Linked DNA regions of Bicyclus anynana: region 2 is linked to region 1. A link is a contact called in public Hi-C data. All regions are on one chromosome and are shown on one strand. Each heading gives the region's core, a stretch centred on a gene start, on an enhancer-like site or on the middle of the called end of the contact. The rest is flanking DNA. Distances are from core to core; before and after follow the strand shown. Region 1 overlaps LOC112057970 (membralin). Region 2 holds the start of LOC112057974 (dystroglycan 1).

The links. A called contact is a pair of places that touch in the nucleus more often than the background predicts.
Region 2: a contact with region 1 is called in a Hi-C map of whole larva, with 9 times the contacts expected there. The contact joins the promoter of LOC112057974 here to the enhancer-like site in region 1. A contact is called at or near these places in 2 of 2 Hi-C or Micro-C datasets (whole body and whole larva).

What each region holds. Positions count from the first base shown.
Region 1 is chr20:8,907,744-8,912,068 of ilBicAnyn1.1, reverse strand. LOC112057970 (membralin) reads right to left here. Exons shown (of 11, transcript XM_052887887.1): 5 at 3,829-4,063; 6 at 2,701-2,791. Among protein-coding and RNA genes, the nearest start is that of LOC112057970, 9.3 kb to the right of the region's middle. Within about 2 kb of position 1,303, at least 3 of the 8 cell types and tissues checked have open chromatin away from gene starts, as enhancers often do.
Region 2 is chr20:9,225,618-9,229,743 of ilBicAnyn1.1, reverse strand. It overlaps LOC112057974 (dystroglycan 1), which reads right to left and starts at 1,789. Exons shown (of 20, transcript XM_052887874.1): 1 at 1,584-1,789.

The DNA.
Region 1 (4,325 bases), core at 54-2,553:
TATCTATTAATAAAAGTTAAGGGTTTCTTAAAAAACTTAAAGGTCAAAAACGCTGTCGTCCATTTTGTGACGCACACTGGATGTACCTAATAAACATCGAGCTAATTGTTAACAAAATTTTTGTCAAACGCTCCGTTTGTATGGGATTTATTATAGTGACGTCACGAAACACTTAAAATATAGACTGTCATGGCCGACAGCCGTTTTGACTCATATTGTCAAAAACATATTTAAAAGCTAAATTTTTCATGTAATTGTCTCAAAAAAATATAAAAAAAAATTTAATCTAGTACTAATGAACTATTTAAGACCATTTAAAAAAAGTGTCAAATAGCCTATTAAGACACCCTGTGCTTCTCGAATCTTGGCTTGAATTTTTTTTACTATGGCAACAATTTTTGCTAACATTCCTAAGAACGCCGGGTAAGTAAAGTCCATAAGGAGTTTTGTTAAACACACATAAGACGTGCCGCGCGATATAAAGGTGGAATTTGGTACCGTAATAAAGTTTGAAAGGGCTGTAAAAGTGCTATAACTGTAACTTGGGGAAAGAGTCCTGATTTTAGTGGCGAGCGAGGGGCCGCGCCTCGCTTTTGGCTATTAATTGATCTAAAACCAATGGTAGGGGAGGCTATGATGCTAAAAGTGTACTGACTCGAGCGTCGCGAGACCAATTAGATTTGATAGAAAGATACGTAGTTAGAAAAAAATACTTTTCGGACACGCTCGAGTAAATCCTAAAGTCCTCCGTATGACGACCTCCGTGGCGCGATGGTATACATGGTGGATTTACAAGACAAGGAGGTCCTGGGATCGATCACCGGGTGGGCCGATTGAGATTTGGCTGGTGGGAGGCTTCGGCCGTGACTAGTTACCACCTTACCGGTAACGTACCGCAAAGCGATTTAGAGGTACGATGTCGTGTACAAACCGATAAGAGTGTGGATTTTTATCCTCCCTCTAACAAGTTAGCCCGCTTCCATATTAGATTGCATCATCACTTACCATCAGGTGAGATTGTAGTCAAGGGCTAACTTGCAAAGAATAAAAAAACTCTCTACGACACCTAACCTACAATAGAGTATACGGCTAACCTGTAAAGAATAAAAAGTGGCTCTCTTCGACACCTAACTTAGAATGGAGTAAGTATACGCTATAAAAATTGTACATAATCTTACATAATAAATGAACAATTTTTAAGATATTTAGTTGAAATTCGTAATTTCGTGCAGTGTAACATCCATTTTATAACACCAAAAACACCATCTGTCGGTGAGAGGAGGAACTTCTAGGTAACAACTAGGTACACCAGAGGAAAGATAACTACACGCTTTCTTCATTTTCCTGGTGAGTTGGACTTTTTTCAATGCTTCATAGTAATGACGCTACTCGCCGCTAGATGGCAGGCATATTGAAATAACAAAATTTTAGTTCTTTTTATTAATTCTACATACATACGTTTAATAATACTGCTCTAGGGTGAAAGTATTTTGAAAACCCCGTTTTTAACGAGTGTTTACTAATGAATTTTTATCAATAAAAATAACTCGTTAAGATATTTGAAATATAAATGAATGCCTTTTATTCAATTCAATATACCTCGAGAAGAATTATTATCATTTCTAGCTTTTTATTACCCCATGACAATAAATAAGGACACAAAATATATTTCAACGGCCTCCGTAGCGCAGTGGTATGCGCGATGGATTTACAAGACGGAGGTCCTGGGTTCGATCCACGGTTGGGCCAATTGAGGTTTTCTTCATTGGTCCAGGTCTAGCCGGTGGGAGGCTTCAGCCGTGGCTAGTTACCACCCTACCGGCAAAGACATACCGCCAAGCGATTTAGCGTTCCGGTACGATGCCGTGTAGAAACCGAAAGGGGTGTGGATTTCCATCCTCCTCCTAAGTTAGCCCGCTTCCATCTTAGATTGCATCATCACTTACCATCAGGTGAGATTGTAGTCAAGGACTAATATGTAAAGAATTAAAAAAAATTGTATATTAATTACGTCTACACAGTTATAAAGAGAAAATTAAAAAAAAAACCATTTTAGATTTCCTTCCCTACATACGAGGATGAATTTTTATCGTCTTTCCCATGGTATCGTTATCGGTATTTTTGTGCATTACATAGGAGATTAAAGTGCTAACTTAATCTACGGAACCCTACATTGCGCATGGCCCGACTCGCACTTGGCCGGTTTTATCCATTTTGTTTTCCGTCTTTTCATGTTAGTAATTTTATTTAATATTGTTTTTTGTATCTTCCATTATATTGTTTTGTGTTTTTGTGTGTGTCAAGTAAATTTATTTTATTTCTTGTGAGTATGCTGTAGAGCCGTGATAGCCCAGTGGATATGACCTCTACCTCCGATTCCGGAGGGTGTGGGTTCGAATCCGATCCGGGGTATGCACCTCCAACTTTTCAGTTGTGTGCATTTTAAGAATTTAAATATCACGTGTTTTAATCGGTGAAGGAAAACATCGTGAGGAAACCTGCATACCAGAGAATTATCTTAATTCTCTGCGTGTGTGAAGTCTGCCTTATCCGCATTGGGCCAGCGTGGTGGACTGCTGGCCTAACTCCTCTCATTCTGAGAGGAGACTCTAGCTCAGCAGTGAGCCGAATATGGGTTGATGACGACGAGTATGCCGTAAGAAGGAGCTTTAAAAACGAAATTATAGACTATGTACTTACAAAGACCAGCATAATAAAGAAGGCAGCGATATAGGAGCTGCGCGCTGTCAGCATCGACACGAAACGATAGTGCTCGCCGGTGATCACATTTCTGAAACAAATTCAAAGTCAAAATTGATTTTTTTTTAATTTATAACATCACTCCGTATTTCGTTACATCGTAACGAAAGAGAGCCATACCTTCGGTTCCGCCGCTATTTGTCGACATTTGTCTATTTGTCGTCTCGATAATTATGTCATGATATTTAGATTTAGTTAAGTTGAGATGACTATTTATTTAATAGGGTAGTTGACTCATATCAAATTTAATATAAACAATGTTAATTTCTGTACATAAAATATATATCCAAAATAATAACTATCAGGGGGTGATTAGGGATCGATACTGACTAAAATTTTTATCTGTCTGTCTGTCTGTCTGTCTGTCTGTCTGTCTGTCTGTCTGTCTGTCTGTATGTTCGTTATAGAAACAAAAACTACTCGACGGATTTTAACAAAACTCGGTATAATTATTCTTCATACTCCTGGGCAGGTTATAGTATACTTATTGTCATGCTACGATCATTTGGAGCAGAGCAGTGAAGGGAAATGTTGGGAAAATGGGAGAAGTTACTCCATTTTTACAGCGATACAACGTTAAGTGTTGGATTAAAGAGGTCTTAGGACGGACGAAGTCGCGGGCGTCCACTAGTCAATTAATAAAACTTAAGGATTTCTTATAAAACTTAATTTAAATATCACGAATTTTTTTCAAATTTTTCAAACTTCAAAAACGCTGTCGTCCATTTCGTGACGTCACTAACACACTTGATGTAGGTACTAAACGTCAAATTATTTATTAACTAATATTTTTGTCAATCGCTCCATTTGTATGGGATTTATTCGTCGTCGACGGACGTCATGAAACAGTTGAAATATAGACTGTCATGGCCGACAGGCGTTTTGGCTCGTATTATCAAAGACATATTTAAAGACTAAAAATTTTATGTTATCAAGTCTCAAAAAATATGAAAAATAGATTCAGTCTTGTAGAACGATAATGAACTATTTAAGACCATTTTAAAATACGTACGGAACTCTAAAAAAAGTGTCAACTAGCCTTTTTTGCATCAAAAAGCTTGCACTTACCTCAAATAGCCCTTATTATCCTCTTGTTCGGCCAATCCCTTGATGGAGGCCATCAGAAGGTCGTCGTATCCCAAGAACTCGTCAAGCACGAACCGAGAGAACGAATCGCCGAAGCATTTGTCCTTCATGGGGTCCAATGTAACGATTTTCACCGGAATCTTCAGGCGAAGTCTTGCGCTAGGCGACAGTCTCAGGAAACCATATTCTAGAGAATATTCTAGAATGTAGAATTCATCTGAAACAACAAAATTATTCTTTATTGTATTTTTGTAAAGCTATTACCGATTTTAACAGTGCTTGGTTCTAGTGAAAGTTTCATTAGAAAGCTCGGAGTGACTCTGCGGGCGATGAAGCTAGATATGCTAGGAATATCTCCACGTGATTAATAGGGTAGTTAACTCATATCAAATTTAATATAAAACAATATTATTATTATTTTTTTAAATGGAATAAGCTCGCGCTTGACCACAATCTCACCTGATGGTAAGTGTAGATGT
Region 2 (4,126 bases), core at 540-3,039, 320 kb before region 1:
TATTGGAGCATAGAGCATCAGCTTCAATCATTTGGTGATATCAGCAGTCATTTTCAGCAGCTAGATTTACTTTAGAATTTTTTAATTTAGAATTTTAAACATAGTATCATGCTTCAAATCTCACCATGACATTGCTATGTGCAATGGCTTAGGCATATTTAACATCTATATCTCAGGTGAATAGGTACAAGGCAATATATTGTATTGTAGGATGTGTTCTCATAAGAATCATTTTGAAGGCAAGAACAAGCTCTAAGATCACTTATCGCCTTCAAAATATTGATGATTCTGTACTATTTCAGTTAAAAGTATTCAAAGACAGAATATAATTGTAAAAGTCAAAGTATAATATTGTGAACTGATGTTTATACAGAGATTCCTGGGTCATATATTAATTAAAAAAAAAAAACATACATACAGCCGAACGTAGAACCTCCTCCTTTTTGGAAGTCGGTTAAAAATAAGTATAAAGCATACCAATTTTAAGCCTCAATAGCTCAACGGTAAGAGGGGTCGGATTCATCACTAGAGGTGGTGGTTCAATCCTCACCCCGTTGGTCTATTGTTGTACCCACTCCTGAGACAGTCTTTCCCTAATAGTTGGAGGGGAATGGGAATATTATAAAAAAAGTATGGCAAATATTCTTTTTTTTAAAAAGAAAGAAAAAAGATTACCCAGTAGTGTTGTACCTTATTGATCTTGGTTGTTCAAGAAGTTTATAGGGTAAGCTATACAAAAAATATAAATAATATTTTAATTATACCTCTTGATTGACAGTCTGATTGAAATTGGGTTGGAGACTGATAGATAGTCTGAAATAAAATATATGCTACTTTTTAACACACATGATATGCCCACACTTCCAGACTTTGTAATCCTCTGTGCCAAATTCTATAGGTCTATACCTCTCTACAAAATTCAATAGGTCTATAGACCTCTGTGCCAAATTCAATAGGTCTATAGACCTCTGTGCCAAATTCAATAGGTCTATAGACCTCTGTGCCAAATTCAATAGGTCTATAGACCTCTGTGCCAAATTCAATAGGTCTATAGACCTCTGTGCCAAATTCAATAGGTCTATAGACCTCTGTGCCAAATTCAATAGGTCTATAGACCTCTGTGCCAAATTCAATAGGTCTATAGACCTCTGTGCCAAATTCTAAGGGTCGATAGACCTCTGTACCAAATTTCCTCTAGATCCATTCAGCCTTTCTGTCACCTTAAGAGAAAACAAACATTGTTACATCCATCCATCCAAACTTTCACGTCTAGAACTAAATTCGATGGAAAAGGTAGTTTGTAGACTACGGTTTGTACATTTTTTGTTTTTTTTTTTTTTCTACAAACTTAAAAACCATATTCAAGTTATCAGCCATCACGTGACTTTCAAAACTTTCTGAACCTTTTGAGATTAGCTTTGTGAATACCACCACAAGGAAGCTTAACTTTTCAGGACGTAAAGCTGTGTTCGCCAATAATGGTTCCAGAATCGAAACACCTTAATCACCTTTACGTTTAAGTTAGAATAGTGTAGATTTAATTTATGACTAATTTGGAAATAAACAAATGGTTAAGTACTTACGTATCGTTCGTTAGTTGCTGTAAGAAGGAAGTAAACTATGGAAATATAGGTTTATAAACAAAACACAACACAAAAAATATCACACACACCACATTATCACTAAGTCAAGTCACTAACCCCGGATCCCGGCGCGGACCGGGCGTAACACATAAATATAAATTCTTCACTCTTTACAGTTCACCTTCACTCTTCAGATTGGATTGTGATTGCAATACATTCGTCTTGTCAAACAGGCTTCGAAGATTTCATTCAGCTCGGTCATTTGTTCAACTGACTACAGATAAAAAATCACAAAAAAGTAAAAACATGAAGAAGACGCCCAAGGAATTTACTCATTCACCCTTTACCATCCTTAGACCACAAGAAATATGCTAATAGCACCATCTAGCGTGGCACAGAAACATTTTTCTACGTAAATAAGTTTTATGTACACAGATGGCCGTGTAAGTTCTAAAAGTAGTAACTTGTTGTGCGATATCTAGCGTCGAGAAGTATTTCTTAAACGTAAGTAGAAAATCTGTAAGATGGCGCTAATAATTTTTTTTTATCTACTCGTCAATAGATGTCGCTAGTTTACACATGTTAAGGGTAGTTTTCATTATCCACAAAAATGTAGTTAAAAAAACTGACCATTCTAAAAGAAATTCAAGTTTAGATTCTGTTTACTGTCTGAGTACTATACTTAACTTGACTGTAACACAACATTAAAAAATGACACAGTTATGAATTACTTTAATTTTTTTTTATTAAAAAGATTAATATTCTGAGATAATTTAATTTACTGCCTATCTATCTACTTTTTACCTGCCTATCAACTTTTTACCTACCTGTCTAAAATACTAACTTCATAGCGCAGTGGTGTGCGCGGTGAATCTTTATGACGGAGATCCTCATCGATCCCCGAATTGGCCGATTGAGGTTTTCTTAATTAGTCCAGGTAGAGCTGGTGGGAGGTTTCCGCCGTGGCTAGTAGCCACCCTAACGGAAAAGAAGTGCTGCCAAGCGATTTAGCGTTCCGGTACGATGTTGTGTAGAAACCGAAAGGAGTGTGGATTTCATCCTACTCCTAACAAGTTAGCCTGCTTCCATCTCAGATTGCATCATCACTTACTATGAGTGATAATTAAAAATTACATACATACAATTTTATTTATTTTGTACTAGCGGGCGCCCGCGACTTCGTCCGCCCTTGACCTTCTTAATCCAGCCCTTACAGTAGTATCGCTGTAAAAATGCAGTAACTTTTTTCGGTTATTTTAACTTTTCTCTCACTGCTCTGCTCCTATTGATCGTAGCGTGATGAAAAATATACTATAACCTCCCCAGGAGTATGAAGTATAATTATACCAAGTTTTTTTTTTAAAGAATACTTATTTGCCATATCTTTTGTAATATGGCCAATATTCCCATTTCCCTCCAACTAGTCGAGAAACACTGTGCTTAGGAGTGGGTACGACAATAGACCAACGGGGCGGGGATCGAACCACCACCCCTCGGTGATGAGGCTTTAAGTTTCGTTTTAATCCGTTGAGTAGTCTTTGTTTCTATAACGAACATATAGACAGACAGACAGACCAAAATTTTACTGATTGCATTTTGGCATCCGTATCGATCACTAATCACCCCCTGATAGTTATTTTGGAAATATATTTCATGTACAGAATTGATCTCTCTACAGATTTATTGTAAGTATAGATAGATAGATAGATAATAGATAGTACCTAATATAGATTTGTGAGAGGGTTTGTCAAGATTTAAATCCAAACAAAAATAATGAGTCCATTCAGAATAGATGAAAGCTGAAGATACGGACCTCAACGTCGCCTGTCACAACTGTATGACGGCTCGTTAAGATGGCGGAGGCCGGTGGGAATTGCAACATATGGCAAAAAATACATTATTTTTCTTTTCCGAGCTTTATTTTTATTTACGAGTATTTACCAAAAAGCAAGTAAGTGAGGATAGAGATACATGGAGAAGGATGGAGGAGGTCTATGCCCAAAAATGGGCGTTCCAATAATTAACTGACATAAAGCAGTGACATAATCTTAACAATGACGAAGAATTTTTCTGACCTATAATATTTATTAACATTTTAAATTGAAATTGACATGTTTAAAATTAATACTAAATTTATAATGAATAATGTTTTGCAATTACTTTTAAATTATTGGAAATTAAGGCTTTATTATTATTAATATTAAGTAAGTGAGGAACATCTTTTCATCAACGCGATGATTGTTTTTTGGGTGCCTAACTATATTTTGCCTTCACCGAATTTTTTACGGCCTCCAGTGGTGTGCGCGGTGGATTTACTAGACGGAGGTCCTGGATTCGATCCTCGGCTGGGCCGATTGAGGTTTTCTTAATTGGTCCAGGTCTGGCTGGTGGGAGGCTTCGGCCGTGGCTAGTTACCACCCTACCGACAAAGACTTACCGCCAAGCGATTTAGCGTTCCGGTACGATGTCGTGTAGAAACCGAAAGGAGTGTGAATTTCATCCTACTCCTAACAAGTTAGCCCGCTTACATCTTAGATTACATC